Linked DNA regions of Mus musculus: regions 2, 3, 4 and 5 are each linked to region 1. The links are chromatin contacts, called in public promoter capture Hi-C maps. All regions are on one chromosome and are shown on one strand. Each heading gives the region's core, a stretch centred on a gene start, on an enhancer-like site or on the middle of the called end of the contact. The rest is flanking DNA. Distances are from core to core; before and after follow the strand shown. Region 1 holds the start of Tspan14 (tetraspanin 14). Region 2 holds the start of Wdfy4 (WD repeat and FYVE domain containing 4). Region 3 holds the start of Wapl (WAPL cohesin release factor). Region 4 holds the start of A930038B10Rik (a long non-coding RNA gene). Region 5 holds the start of Cgrrf1 (cell growth regulator with ring finger domain 1).

The links. Promoter capture Hi-C pulls out the DNA fragments that hold promoters and counts their contacts.
Region 2: a promoter capture Hi-C map of pre-B cells shows a contact between it and region 1. The contact joins the promoter of Wdfy4 here to the promoter of Tspan14 in region 1. A contact is called at or near these places in 1 of 39 promoter capture datasets (pre-B cells) and 1 of 484 Hi-C or Micro-C datasets (B cells).
Region 3: a promoter capture Hi-C map of pre-B cells shows a contact between it and region 1. The contact joins the promoter of Wapl here to the promoter of Tspan14 in region 1. A contact is called at or near these places in 2 of 39 promoter capture datasets (cranial neural crest and pre-B cells) and 2 of 484 Hi-C or Micro-C datasets (B cells and CD4 T cells).
Region 4: a contact with region 1 is called in a promoter capture Hi-C map of pre-B cells. The contact joins the promoter of A930038B10Rik here to the promoter of Tspan14 in region 1. A contact is called at or near these places in 1 of 39 promoter capture datasets (pre-B cells) and 1 of 484 Hi-C or Micro-C datasets (centroblasts).
Region 5: a promoter capture Hi-C map of pre-B cells shows a contact between it and region 1. The contact joins the promoter of Cgrrf1 here to the promoter of Tspan14 in region 1. A contact is called at or near these places in 1 of 39 promoter capture datasets (pre-B cells) and 1 of 484 Hi-C or Micro-C datasets (CD4 T cells).

The regions. Positions count from the first base shown.
Region 1 is chr14:40,965,546-40,968,390 of GRCm38.p6, reverse strand. It overlaps Tspan14 (tetraspanin 14), which reads left to right and starts at 1,495. Exons shown (of 9, transcript NM_145928.2): 1 at 1,495-1,615.
Region 2 is chr14:33,183,576-33,186,420 of GRCm38.p6, reverse strand. Wdfy4 (WD repeat and FYVE domain containing 4) reads left to right here and starts at 1,355. Exons shown (of 59, transcript NM_001146022.2): 1 at 1,355-1,553.
Region 3 is chr14:34,672,500-34,675,344 of GRCm38.p6, reverse strand. It overlaps Wapl (WAPL cohesin release factor), which reads right to left and starts at 1,417. Exons shown (of 19, transcript NM_001004436.4): 1 at 985-1,417. It overlaps 5830448L01Rik (RIKEN cDNA 5830448L01 gene), which reads left to right and starts at 677. Exons shown (of 1, transcript NR_165636.1): 1 at 677-2,374.
Region 4 is chr14:34,758,785-34,761,629 of GRCm38.p6, reverse strand. A930038B10Rik (a long non-coding RNA gene) reads right to left here and starts at 1,435. Exons shown (of 5, transcript XR_001781218.2): 1 at 1,358-1,435.
Region 5 is chr14:46,830,679-46,833,523 of GRCm38.p6, reverse strand. Cgrrf1 (cell growth regulator with ring finger domain 1) reads right to left here and starts at 1,390. Exons shown (of 6, transcript NM_026832.4): 1 at 1,145-1,390. The coding sequence starts at 1,248.

The DNA of each region.
Region 1 (2,845 bases), core at 246-2,745:
TTTCTGGACCAACTGCCACCCCTACCCCCCACCCCCTCTTCTAACTCTTCACTCCTTTGCTTTCAGTTTCAACATCAATCTCTCTCTCACCTTTCCCTTCCACATGCTCACTTTATCCCTGGGCTTTTGTCTTGTCTCAGCATTGATTTCATCTTGAAATGATTTGTCTTTTCTACTAAACAGTAACTATGTGGAGGGAGAGGTTTCAGGCTGCTGCACTCCCCAGGATAATTCAAGACCTGGTGCCCACACATCAGACACCCAATCATGCATTTTGGTTAGTTAGAGGTGACAATATGGACAGGTTTCCTTGCCAGAGAGGTCCTTGAGCTATCTGGCATATTCTAGAAACAGGCTACATCCCCATTGTTAAATAACCACAACTAGCAGCAGAAAGGTACATTCTATTTCCAGATTTTCTTTTTCTCTTTACAATGAACTTAACCTGTTGGCTGCGTGTGTTAAAAACATAGCCCCAGTCTTATGCCACTTTTGTATAGCCCAAGAGGAGCAGATCTGTCCCTCAGCTCCCGCAAATCTACACGAGTTTACCAAGCAGGACAAGGTTATGCTTTGCTCTATTGACAAGCAGATCTAGGCTGGGACGAGATCGGCCTTTTTATCACAGCAGTGTGGACAGCACTGTAAATCTATCTGCCTGTCCTGTGACCTTCCACTTCCAAGAATCAGCCCAGCCATCTCCTCAGCATAAAGGTGATGAGCAAATCTCAGCAGGACATCCAAAGGAAGCTTGGTATTTTTAGCACCGAGACTGGAAGGAGCGAGTGTTTACGGCTCAGCTGTAAAGAAATCTCAACCACCGTTTCTAGAAAACTACCCGCACACACTGGCTCCCAAGGCTGGGCAGGAATGCCTTCCATCTTAAAACCAGCCATTTCACCAATCTTCTTCCACCTCTCAGCCACCTCGAGCATCCCTTGACACAGGCATCTTGTAACTCGCATTTCTCCCTGGCTCGGCTCCCGCCGGGTTAAGAGCTAATACCAGAGGAGCATTTGCGCGGCGTAACTTGGCCGAGCGCTCAACTCTGCGGCCACAAGCGATCGACTTCGCCAGCGTCCGGGAGCCACAGAGAGGGCGGAACCGGGTAAATCCCGTTTGGGGCACCGCCCAGAGCCGGACAAAGGGGCGGGTCAGCGATCCGCCTCATTACCTATGGATGACCATTTGTAGGGCGGGGTGCACGGTAGGGGGTGGAGCACGGCGACCCGGGGGCGGAACACAGGCGGGGCGTAGAGAAGGCGTGGTGATCAATGTGGGAGGGGCAATCAGCGGTGGGATGTGGGCTGATAGCACAGTGGGGCGGAGCGAGCGGTGAGAGCCAGGCCTGGGTGGGGGGGAGGAGCGAAAGATGGGGCGGTTCCTGCATGGGGAGGAGCAAAGAGCGGGGGCGGGGCTTGGGTGCGCCAGACGCACTGGGCGGCTGAGCGGTGCGAGGAAGCGGCGCCTCTTTTTTCGCCGCGGCCCCGCCCCTCCGCGCCCCGCCCCCGCCGCTCGGACGGCCCGAGTCGCGCCCTCCCGCTCGGAGCTGCTGAACTTGCTCTAACTTCCTCGGCCAACCGGGCCGTGCTGCCGCCGCTGCTGCCGCGCCCGGGTAAGTAGAACGCGTGGCCTCGCTGAAGCGTCGGGCCTGTCTTTATTGTCTCGGGCCGGCCCTCGTGAGCGTCCTCTCGGGACAGCGGCTGCTCCCCGCGTTCCTGCTCGGCCCCTGGACTCCCTTGGCTGGCGGGGGCGGCCCCGCGGGTGGCGCGGGCTTTGTCTGCTGAGACCGCCCGCGAGCTCTGGAGGCCGCGGCCGGGACCCCGCTGAGCCGAACTGGGGCGCTGTATCGAGTGGGAGGCGCGGCGGGCTACCCGGAAGGTGTGTCTGCTCCCGGCTGCTGCCTGGGCTCTGTCGGTCCTCACCTGCGAACCCAGCGGAAGGCTCTTTATTCAGCTCCGGTCCCGGATGAGGGGACGGTCGCCCAGCCCCCACCCACCCTGAATGTGCACGCTGTCGCGGGGTCCCACGCTGTCCGGCAAGAGTTTAAGGAGGTGGCGATCCTGGCTTCTCGGTGCTAGTCGCTAAAGGCTGTGTTTGGGAGCAGAGCCCGACCCCTGACCTAGCCCGAGGTTTGGCCAAGTTGTGATTCTGGCTCAGCCTAGGTTGGAGCTCCTGTATTCCCTTCCCTCCCGGGCGTGCAGTGCAGAGGGTGGGCAGAGTGCACATTTGGGGACTTCGGCCCCTGAACCACTGAAACTCCTGTCTGGAGGACTGAAACTTGGTCTCCAGTGAGAGGCAGTCAGAATCCTCAGAACTCAGTGTCTTCAGCCAGTGCCTGCCCGGAGCTGGTTGCAGAGCCACGGTGACTGTATCAGGACACTGGTGTTCTGGGACATCGAGATGTGTTGGGCAGCGTGTGCAGGACGCTGGGCTGGAGCCTGTAGCAGGTGTGATCTCAGCTCTCTAGGTGGTCACCCCAACGGACTGGTGGATTTAGGTCAGTTGCCTGCCAAATCCTACACAGTTGTGGCTGTCAAGGGACAGTTTCCACACAGCCCCTTGGCTTCTGAGTAGAAGTTGGTGCCTGCTGAGTGCTTCCTTATTTATGAAAGGAAATCTGGGGCCCCACATTCTAACAGCTCAGAGGTTGCTGGAGACACCCTTTCTCTCAAAACTCCTCCTGGGCCCTAAAACCCTTAGAATGAAGCCCAGACTTCTGCTCTCTGGCTCCTCCCTTAGCTGTCCCCAAGTCTTTTTTTTTTTTTTTTTTTTTTTTTTTTTTTGGTGTCAGGGTCTTGTGTAACCCAGGGTTGCCTTGAATTCATGATTCTTCTCAGTCTCT
Region 2 (2,845 bases), core at 106-2,605, 7.8 Mb after region 1:
CTTCCACATGGCAATGCCCACCTGTGGAAGGAGTCTCTCTGCTCCCCTGGTGGGTGGCTTCTGCACTGGGCCTGAGTTGTTTGCTGAGCCCGAGTGTGAAACTTTCCCCATAGGAAAAGCTGGAGTTATGGGAATGTGCATATTGTAAAGGCACAAGGCTGCAACATCCAATCAGAGATTCCTCTCTGCTCTTATAAGTGCCTGGACCCTGCCCTTTCCCCTACTGACCCACATTGTCCTGTGGGTCATCTGGGCAGAACATCACCTGCACGAATGAAGTCACCTCATCAGGAGAACACCCCACTTTCTCCTTTGTGTGTTTCTGAGCCTCACACTCCTGCAACCCCTAACCCTTGGCTTTGTCTCCCCCAGTCCCCCCTGTGCCTGGCTTATCTACAAAGACGTTTCTGATTTTCTCTAAGCTTCTGCTCCAATCTAGTCTTCTCCATCCTGTGGAGACATTAAGAACTCTGCTGGGGTCTTAGAAAGAGCCATTCTTCCATATTGGTATTCCACACACCTGCTCCCATACCTTACCATTTAGAGAAGGGAAGGCATTTAGATTTAGTTCCTAGGGATTTGAAATTAGGACTGGGAGGCTGAGGGTTAGGACGAGGAGCCATACGGACCCCAGCCTGCTGGGCACACAGCTAGTAAGCAGCAGAGGCGGAATTCAGACATGGGCACCAGGCTGTACTTTCCCTTCTGTTCCTAGGTCCCACCTGGCTCTGCTTGATCACCAAACACACAGTCTCAGGGGAGCTTTTGTGAAACCCATGTTGTCCTGCCAGTCATTGGTGAAGCAGCTCTGTCATTGGCTCCTTGGAGGGAAGGATGGGAAGGGCAGGCATCTGCTGACTTCCCACTTCTGCTTTCTCCAGGAAATGAAGAGAAACCCAGCACAAGTGATTCATAATGAAACACTGTTGTTGATGGCTGCCATGCGAGGCCAGGTCTTGGTCTGTTCCCCTGAGCTGAGCCATTGGAGGCTGGGGATAGAAGCACTCACACCATGTGACATCCGCAGGCTTTGACCACCACCCTCCAGGTACGTCTTTCTGATCTTGGATAAGAGAGATCAGCCAGGTGGGGGCTGTTTGTTGCGGTAGACTGCCCCGCTGCTTCCTGCAAAGCCAACTGTGGAGCACATGTGTGACCATCAGTACTTAGTCTGAATGCGGGGTGGCAGAGAGGAGGGACGATTGGCAGGAAGTGAGCGGTGAAGGAGGTCCTTGTGGTCAGTGCCTCTCAGCACCCTTGTCACTTGTGAGTTTTGCTGAGCTGACCAGGCACTAGATCATTCCTTACCCTCTGACCACGGGTTAAGTCCCTTCTTTAGACTCTGCTGAGAGGTAGGAGTCTGCCACAGCTGGGGAAAACTAACTCTGGCTTGTGCCACTGTCAAGGTATAGAACGGGACACTGACTGAGACGCTCCTCTCATAGCCCTGGTGTAGCTTGTGAAGGGTGGACCACCCACCCTGGCCTTCGGGGCAGCTGGGCAGACCTGGTCTTGCCCTTAGCTGGCCCCACCCTTGCCTGCCCCAGGATCTGGTAAGTAGAAGTCTCTTAAGGTGGCATTTCTTCACCTGCGTTATCACACGCAGCCTTTGAATTCCAATGTTTCTCATTAACAGCAGCATCTGGGCCACTGAGGATTGATCCCTTTCTCCTTCAAAACCCAGCTTTCAAGAACCTAATCCTTTGTCCCAGTCTTTCCGAAGTGATGACTGGGCGTTGGGTACTGTCTTTCTAGGGAATATTTCAAGTATAATTGTCTCCATTTCTATCCACTTACGTCCAATGAACTAGTAAAGAGACAAGTTACAGATGGGGCCTGTGATGCCGGTGCGGTGACATAAAGTGGGTTGGAGGAATGTGCAGGATGGACAGGGAGGGCACACATCTGCTGAGAGGACACTGAAGGAGCCCAGCCCTGCACTGTGGTTTCTGAGAATTGCTCTTAAAAGCCTTCAGGAAGGCTTGGAGGTCAGTGTGGTACCTTGCAGTGAAGGGTGTGCTGGGGGCTGGGGACTAGCCAGAGAGTTGGGTGTGGGCTCAAGTGTGGGAAAAATTCTCCTGTCTTTACATCCTTGGTGTCTGGTCTGACCTCCTATGGGCCTAAAAGAGTTTTCTTTTTTATTAAATTTTAAAAAAACCTTATTTTATTATCTTGTGTGTATAGGTGTTTAGCCTGAATGACCCTCTGTCCCAGCTTTGGGATTATTGTTTCCTTGTTTTTATTTCTGATTCCTCCACTATCTCTAAATTGTTTAATACATGTCTGGTAGTTTGAATGGGAGTGCTTTCCTTAGGCTCATATATTTTCATACTTGGTCTCTAATTGGTGGAAATGTTTGGGAAGTGTTAGGAGGTGTGGCCTTGTTGGAAAGGGTGAGTTACTGGGGGCGGGCTTTGAGGTTTCAAAAGTCCTCTCCCTTTGTTTCTAGTGAGGGCCTCTCTCTTTGCCTCTTGGATGTGATTTTTAGACTCTCAGCTGTTCCTGCCACTGTTCCTTTGCTCTGACATCATGGATTCTAATCCTCCGAACCTGTAAGCAACAGATTAAATGCTTTCTTTTGTAACTTGTCTTGGTCATGGTGTTTTATCACAGCAACGGAAAGGTAACCCAAACTATATATGGCTTTATTTTATACTTTTTTGAACTTAGCCTGAAGTTAGGCGCGCGCGCGCGCGCACACACACACACACACACACACACACACACAGAGTATACTGTATGCATGAGTGTGTGCATATGTATGCAGGTACACATACCTGTGCATGCATATGGAGAGGACAGACTTTGATATCAGATGTCTTACTCTACTGTTCTACATCTTTAT
Region 3 (2,845 bases), core at 168-2,667, 6.3 Mb after region 1:
ATCATTAAATATTGATGAAATATCAGTGATTTTTTTAATATTAAGGAATGGGGAGCGTACTGATTAGAAAATATGGTTGAGTTATTATGTACAGAATCCAGGAGATATGAGTACAAGAGTTACGTGATTGCTTTTACTGTTTTCCATAACGTCCATTTTAAAAAGTCAGCAGACTACTGCGATGGCATTATCTAAGCTTAACATATGTACAAATTCAGCATATATATTTGGCATGACGTTTTACGCACATTTCAGACACACTATCTTGTTCTGGCTTCAAATTTCACCAACAGTCCTAACTAAAAAGGAAAAGAAGGTTCACAACTGATTGTTTTCGATTTGGGAGGCCTTCGCTTCATCCCAAAGCCCAGCTGACTTTTGATGGAAGTGCACTGCGATTTAAATTAGGGAAAGGGTATACAAAACAACCAACCAACCTCCTTACACTGAAGCTGTAAAGAAACCTAGCCACTTCCAGGAAAGACACCCAAGGTAATGCATTAGGGGGGCTTCAATAAAGAGAGGAGAGTGGAATGGGCAAACAGAAACCCTCACCTGAGGCTGCGAGTGCGCCCGGAGGCTGGAGCCGAGACACCCCTCGGGCTGGACACTCACGCAACTTTTCTCCTCCCAACCCCCACAGCCTAGGAAAGGGATGTCGCTTCGGACGCCCCGGAAGCTTCTGCTACCGAGTCCCCGAAGCAAGGCCTCTCGGTGACGGCTAGAGGCGGAGGAGACGACGGGGAAAAAGAATTCGGGACTCAAATCAACCGGACCGGGTTTGGAAAAGAGAAGTCAAATCAAGTAGCCGGAGAAGAACTCAAAAGGCAAAATTAAGAGGTGGGAAGGGAAAGAGTTTCTTGCGATCCTCCGGTGCCCAACTTCCTTAGAAGCCAGGTGAGCAACGAGCCTCGCGCCGCCCCTGCCGCCTCCACCCGCCCCAACTCACTCCGGGCCTAGGCAGCCGCCCGAGACCTCACTTACCCTCGGCGCCTGGCGGGTGCTTTGGCCTCGGGCCGCCTCCGCCTCTCCGGCTCCCAACGGCCCGCGGGCGGGCGCGGGAGCCCCGCGCGAGAGACCAGTGCCGACCGGTGCCACCGAGAGGGGCGAGGGGCTCTGCTGCCGTCACAGTCCGCGGCTCCGCTTCGGTAAATAGGAAGCTCGGGCGACAGGGGGGGTGGGGGGTGAGCGGCGGCCCCGCAACTTCCCTCCCCACCTCAGGCGCGCCGGCCGGACAGGGCCTAGGCCTCCCTGGCGGCCGCCGCCGGTGCCGAGCCCGCTACGTGCCCCCGCTGGGCCGCCGCCGCCTTCTGCGCCGCCGCCTCCGCCGGTGAATGGTCAGCGCTGGAGTTTGAACAGGGCCCTGAACCATCTCAACGCCATTTGCGCTCCCGGCCCCCCACCTCCTTCCTCCAACAGCCGCTCGCTCCGTCACTCCGCTTCCCACAGGCCCCGCGCGGCCGCCCGACTCCGCAGCCAATCGTACGGCCTCTTACTCAAACCGCCGCGCAGGCGCCGCGCCCCGCACGCGCCGGCTACCACCATTGGTCGGACCGCGTGGCCCGACGGGAGTTGTAGTTCTCTCTTCCGCAAGGTCCTGGTGTCTAAAGCCCGGTTCCGGAGCTGGCGAACGGTATAGGTTCTGGCTAAGGGCCTGCTGGACTTCACCGACTCCGGAGCCAGTCCCAGTTCCTAGCCACGCGACGAGACGCAGGTGCAGCGCGGGAAGGCTCGCGGCACAGTGCAGGCAGCTGTGTCAATCGTTTCCCCTCCAGGGACCCTCCGGTGTCTAGGGACAGAGACTTGTGCAGCTGCGCCGAGCCTGCTGGGCCACCGCCCGGACCTTGGAGGCGGGGAACTTGGGGCCGCCTTTGACCTGGTCTGACGGTGCGAGAGAGCCAACGCAGGTAAACGAGCAGCGAAACCTGGAGCAGTCGGGTGCTGGTCTCCTCGCAGCCGGGATCCGCTTCAGCCGGCCACTTCATCCTCTCTCTCCTTTCTTGTTCAGTCCCCACTACGGAGTTCTGTCCCCTACCTGTTAGCAATGACACCCCACACCCCCACCCCACCCCCGCTCCCCGAGTATTTTATGTTACTAAGGAATTATCGTCATCCTTATCGAACGTGCTTACGGTAATGTGGCTTTAAATTTAAAACACACACACACACACACACACACACTAAAGTGTTGATAGGTAAAATGATCCAATACGTTTATTTTGTTTTAGACTAAGCCTCTGGAAACTGGGAAAGAAGGGAATAAATTAACTGAGGATGTCCTTCGATGTTGGAGCTGTGGGATATGTACACATATGCTATCATACCAGTATTTATGTCTCAAATTGTTCATAATAAAGTTTTGGTTTGGGGGGGACGGATTGTTTGTTTTGGTTTGGGTTTTCAACTAACTAGTCCCGGACAAGAAGGTAGTGAATGATGGACGGAGTATTTTTAAGTTTTCTTCTGCAGAGACTTTTTTTCATGTCAGTGAATCACCTGGTTGAGAAACTTGGAGAGGTTTTATTTTAAACCTTCAATGAGAAAATAGCTTTCTAAAACAGTTTCCCTTAGGAGAAGTGAGTGGTCAGTCATTGGCCTTGCAGCTAATGGAGACTCATCTGAGAAATTAGAAAACTACTAATTGCTTTTAGTGAAAAGACAACCTCTTCTGCCAGATTTGCTTTTAAAGACTCCTCAAATTTCAAGCTCCCTCCACTGTAGTCAATGGATTTTTCCAACAAAGCTAAAAAGGAAAAATAAAAACTTCTGACTGAGAGGATAAGTTAATAGTAGAGTTTTTCTCCAGCATGCCCTTGGTTAGATGCCCTTGGCACTCCCTTCTGCC
Region 4 (2,845 bases), core at 186-2,685, 6.2 Mb after region 1:
GGCATACGAGCGCTGTTCAGTGAGCCAAAGGCTGCGTACAGGATGTGGTTTGACCAAGTCTAGTGTATATATAGCAGGAGATTGGGACAAGAGAGCTATTTTTATAAGAACTGTGCTTAAGTTTTCATCCCAGATGACAGAAGTGTGAAGTAGAAGAGGCTGGAGAAGTGGTGCACATGCCTGTGGTATTTGGTTCTTGCTGTTGCATTTTCCACGGGATGCCATGCAACTATCTAAAATGCTGACAACTGTAACCTCCCAAATTTGTCCTCTACTATCTCAATTCAGTCACCAAATGCCATCTGAAGGCTCACATGGCCAGTCATGCAAAAATACATGCTCAAGTAGTTTAGAAACCTGTTCATGGTCTACGGGTTCAACTCAGGATGTGGGTTCCACCCCAAAGCCAGGCCCAGACATACTGACGATACTAAATGTCTAAACCTAAGTTCCAGAGAAGTGTTTGTTTGTATGTATGTATGTTTGTTTGTTTGTTTGTTTAGGTGGTGGTAATACAGTGCTACAGTCCTGGGATGAACCCCAGGGCCTCAATGCATATTAGGCAAACTTCCTACCACTGATCTATTGTCCCATCTACCCTTTCACACCTCCTGGGTAACTGGCATTGCAGTTGTATGTCAGCAGGCATGGCTATAAAGATCAGTTTTATGTGTGTTGTCAGGGGTCAGGGGTGGCACAAATCTATAACAAATCCCAGCACCAGGAGGCTAAGGTGGGAAGATCAAGAGCTTTAGACCAGACTGGACTATAAGATTCCATCTCAACAAACAAGTGTTTAGGTTCAAATGCCAAAAGCTTTAACAGTGAAAGGACAGGTGTAGTGCCACACACTTGTAATCACAGCATTTGGAGAGTAGAGGGAGGGGAATCGGAAATGCAAGGTCAGTCTCTACTGTACAGCAAATTTGAGGCCAGCAGGGCTGAAACCCTCTGTCAAGGAGATAAAGAGAGAGGAATGGGGAACGGAGGGGAAGGAGAGGGGAAGGAGAAGGTGGGGGAGAGGAGGAGAGGTTTAGAGGGAGAGACAGACAGAGACAGAGACAGAGAGACAGAGGGGGAAGGATAGAAAGAGAGGAAGAGAGGGGGAGGAAGAGAGAGACAAAGAGAGAGAGGGAGGAGAAAAAGGGAGAGAGACAGAGAGACAGAGACAGACAGAGAAAGAGAGGGAGGGAAAGAGGGTGGCAGGGAGTAAGAGAGACACACACACACACACACACACAGAGAGAGAGAGAGAGAGAGAGAGAGAGAGAGAGAGAGAGAGAGAGAGATTTTCAGTGAGGTCCTAAGCAGTGTCCACCCAGGTCCTTGAACTATTTCTTCTAAACATGATGCTTACCCCAGGTTTTCTAGGTTTCTCCATTGACTGTCCCCCTTAGAAGATTATTTTAAGGTCACCTTTGTCCAATGTTCACTCTTTCAGCTGTATAAATATTACCCAATAAGTCACATTGACTTTCTCCTGTAGTTTTGCTACCTCTAAGTTAATAATTTGCTTAGTTTTCTGACTAGTCAGGGAAGTCTGTCCGACACACAAATTGCATTATCAGTCACTCAACCTGGAGGTAGCCTCTCAGATTAATCTTGTTTTTCTTAACTAAAATCTTCCTAGAGTGTTAATGCTTCAAATTACCGCTTCTTTGGGACTTCATTTTCTTTTATGTGTGTATGCCAGTGTTTCCCTGATTTGCCCAGTCTGCTTTGAACCACAATCCTGCAGAATCAGTCTCCCAAGTGCTGAGATTCTGAGCCTGCATCATTGAACACAGCTCTCTAGATCCTTAAATGGGATTTTCCTTGCTAAGACAAATTGGAATTTATTTTTAGCAACTGGTCAAGATAAAGTTATTCTAAGCTACACTCCTAACATGTTGTGTATTGAAACATGAACAAAACCAGTTTCCTGACATCAACAAACTCTGGATGGGGTGACTCGGGAACCAACAAGAAGTAATACCACCAGAGGAGGAGGGATCGGGGTGCCGGAACCGGCTTGGGCATCGAATAGATATGGATTTAATCCTGGTCCTTTCTGCCTCTGTGTGAGTCTAACTGGGCATGATAGGCTCTCCCCACCATGAATGTGAAGCTGGTGAGAGCAACAAGAAGGGAGCCTTACCTGCAGCAGCTGAAGATCACATAAGGCTCGTTTCCAAGTCAGCATATTCTGAGACCGATGGTGTGCAGGACCAGCGTAGGGTGCAACACTCAGATGATAATGGAATTACAATGATCTCACTTGCTGAGGGAGGGCTTCTGAAACATTCTCCACCCGTGACCTCTTTACACCTGTGTAGAAGTTTTGTCCTGGTTCTTTCTACCTCCCAGCCCCATGCTCCCAGGAATTAAGACTCAGGCTCAAAATATATTTATAAATATCTTGGCCATATAACTAGGTTCTTATCTGAGTAGGTCATAATTTATGATTACCCGTTTATTTTAATCTATATTCTGCCATGTGACTAGTCACCCGTGCTCAGATACCATGTGTCTGTCTTGTTACATCTTCCCAGGCAAATCTCCTGCTCCTGGCTCCCAGAATCCTTTCTGCCTCCCGAATGTCCTACCTATTTTGTGCCTAAGCCATAGGCTATCAGATTTATTTTGTCAAGTGTACAACCATACAGACATAAGATATTTTTTATATATACATGTGAAATTATTTTTATTACCTTGATTGATTGATTGATTGATTGATTGTGTATGTGCACATGAGTATGCACACAGCGTGGCTTGCACGTGGAGGTGAGATGACAACTTGAGGGTATCAGTTCTCTCCTTCTGCCTTATGGGACAGGGATGGAATCCAGGTGTTTGAGCTTGGCAC
Region 5 (2,845 bases), core at 141-2,640, 5.9 Mb before region 1:
GTATGGTGGCACACCCCTATATTCCCAGCACTTGGGATGCTGAAACAGGACTGCAATCATACTATGCTACAGGGAAACCACCTGTCTTAAAGAGAAAACAACTTAAGACTGGACTTCATCTTATCTTGTCCACAACATGGGAGTTTTACGCTGTAACTCGGGGTCAAGTGGAAATATTAACATGTTCTTTTTTTCCAAAAGGAGATCCTATTATCAGAAACGGACCGGGACCTGTTAAAGTCTTTAAAGTAACGATGAATATGTAATCAAGTGGTATTTTTGAGCTTGATTTACAAAGCCCGCTTCAGTCTCAAACCTGTTTGCTTTGTTCTTCTTGCAAATGCATTCCCGTTCTCACATAGTTTTCAGAGAACTCGTTCCCCAACTGTAACAGCTCATGTCCTTTTCTGTACGGTCCACTTCCAGCCATGGTTCTTGCTCATTTAGAGCCACTGTTCAATACATTTGGGTTCACCATCTTTTCAAGGGGCTATGAAAGCTGCAGTCTAGAGAGCAACCGCTGTAGGCTAGTCCCGTGGTTTCAACCAGCTGTGTTTTATAAGCCTAAACATGATAAAACTGCATCTCCTCAAGAGGGATACCGGAGACTCAACACTGAAAGAATTGTTCCTGGGTTATGTAACTCTCCTAGAAGCAAAATGCCTCCACCCCACAGAATAACTTATTCCTAAAATCTCGCTCCTTTCTAAAAACGTCTTATTAACTAAAGATCACTTCCAAAAAAATAGACTGCATCAAGAAGCCATTCAATTAGCAATCGGTAGATACAGAATTCGGGTAAAAGTTCCTCTGAAAGATCTGGGACCAAGCAAGGGTCAGTTCGGGTCATAAACAGCCAAGCTCCTTTGGGTCAGGTCTGCGCGCCTGCGGGGCCGGTGACCGGTCCCCGCTAGGCACAAAGTAGGCCGGGGCCCGGGACAAAGCCTTCGGGACACGCACTCTGACCCCCGCACCAGGACCAAGTTCTCCCCTGCGGTCCCATCCCACGGGGGCAGCAGCCTGGCCTGGGCCGAGTGTGTTCGGTGGCGGTGACCGCTCTCCCGGAGTCACCCGAACCCTCTGCGCGGACCCCACACCGGGCCGGCGGTCCCCGCGCCCTCCACTCCCAGCCCTGGACACTCACCATCCTAATACCAGGCCGGTGGTGACGATGAAGCAGGTGAAGACCACCGCTATGTAGAAGAGCGGCGAGTATTCATAGAGCGTTACCAGGAACACTGCGGCCATCGGGGTCTCCTGGGCTCAGCCCAGCCCAGCCCGGCTGGCCCGGACCCGAGCCGGTATGGCGCCCCGGAGCGGACAAACTTTGTAGGTCCTCACTCGCCCAGGCTTCTGGGCAGCTGACAGCCGCGGCCACTGGAGACGGAATGCCAATCACAAGGTTGATAGCAGGTATGCCACGCCCCTCCCTCGTCTGGTCCCGACTACTGGCTACGTAACAGGGAGGGACCAGCTCCGCCCTGCCCTGCGCCCAGGATTGGTGGCCTGAGAGAATTCCGCCAGCCGGGCTCTGTTCTCAAATTCCTAACTGACATCTGGGGCCAAAATTTAAGTTAATGCAGATCCTCAGATACACGAGGTATCCTGGAAACCCTGCAAACCCTAGACAAATTTGGGAATGGGACAAGGGCCGGCATCGGCGCGACGGAATGGTCTACGAAAGGAATGGTCTCGATTTGCGGATTGTCGCGGAAAACCCGAAAAGAGGTCACTACCGCGAGCGATTTTTTGTAACCTTATCAACCTTTGCAAAGTAAGTTTATTCAAAGGAAAATCGGCATACGTACTCCCTCGGCCCTCTTTTTTCTTCTCCAATTAGAATTAGCCAGATCTTTGAAGGTTTTAGTAACTAATTTTTGTTTGTTTATTAGGAGATCTTAGTACAGGAAGTAGCTTAATGTCTGCTTCCTTTCCTCACTCTTGTCATCAGTGCCTCAAAGAAGCCTCCCGGAAGTTTCTCCTAAAACCACTTTTATATTTCTTTTACTTAAGCCCTAATGTGATCCCTAGTTACAGCATAAACAGGAGAAACACCTCCCATCACAAATCCGATCCTGTTACTGAGGAAGAAGGGGAGAGTGGACATTAGGACGCTTAAGGAAAGGTTTCATGCCATGCTCTCAAGTCACCAGGAAATGTGTGCTTCAAAAAGAAGAGTTAGCTTCGTCCAGTGACCTTGACCAAATAGCCTTGTGTTTTCTGGAGTACTGCTATTTAAGCTTGTTTCTATGTAAATTTTCTCATTAGTAGATATTGAATTGTAAAAGTATGTTTATTTAAGCTATGCTTGGTTGTTGGAATGTTTTTTACTACCACATCAAGCACTGCAGTGAGTATCCATAAAGCTAATTTACTTACTTAGGCTAAATCATGGAGGTAGGACTTTATGTATATTTAATTTTTTTTAGAGACTAGAGTCTAGAAATACTGTGTTAGATGCAATCACACCATTGCAGGTAGCCAATCTGAAGGCAATTTTATTACAGTAAAACGAAAAGGGATGTTTATCGTGAAACAAAAACATAAGTTGCAGGTAAAGTAACATTAAATACATAGGAATGACTTTGTCCCCACTCAACCCCCACTGAACCTACAGTAAAGAGATGTAAGATGTAAGCCAACAAGATGGCTAAAGGCACTTGCTACCAGGCCTGACAACCTAACTGGAACCTTCTGGAACCACGTGGTAAAAGGAGAATACAGTTGTCTTCAGACCTCTGCAAGCATGGGCCATAGTAAATATAATGTAATGAAAGAAAAGTAAACATTTCCCAAAGTGTAAAGAAGAGAGGAAGCAAGAAAAGAAAAAAAATAAATAAAGTAA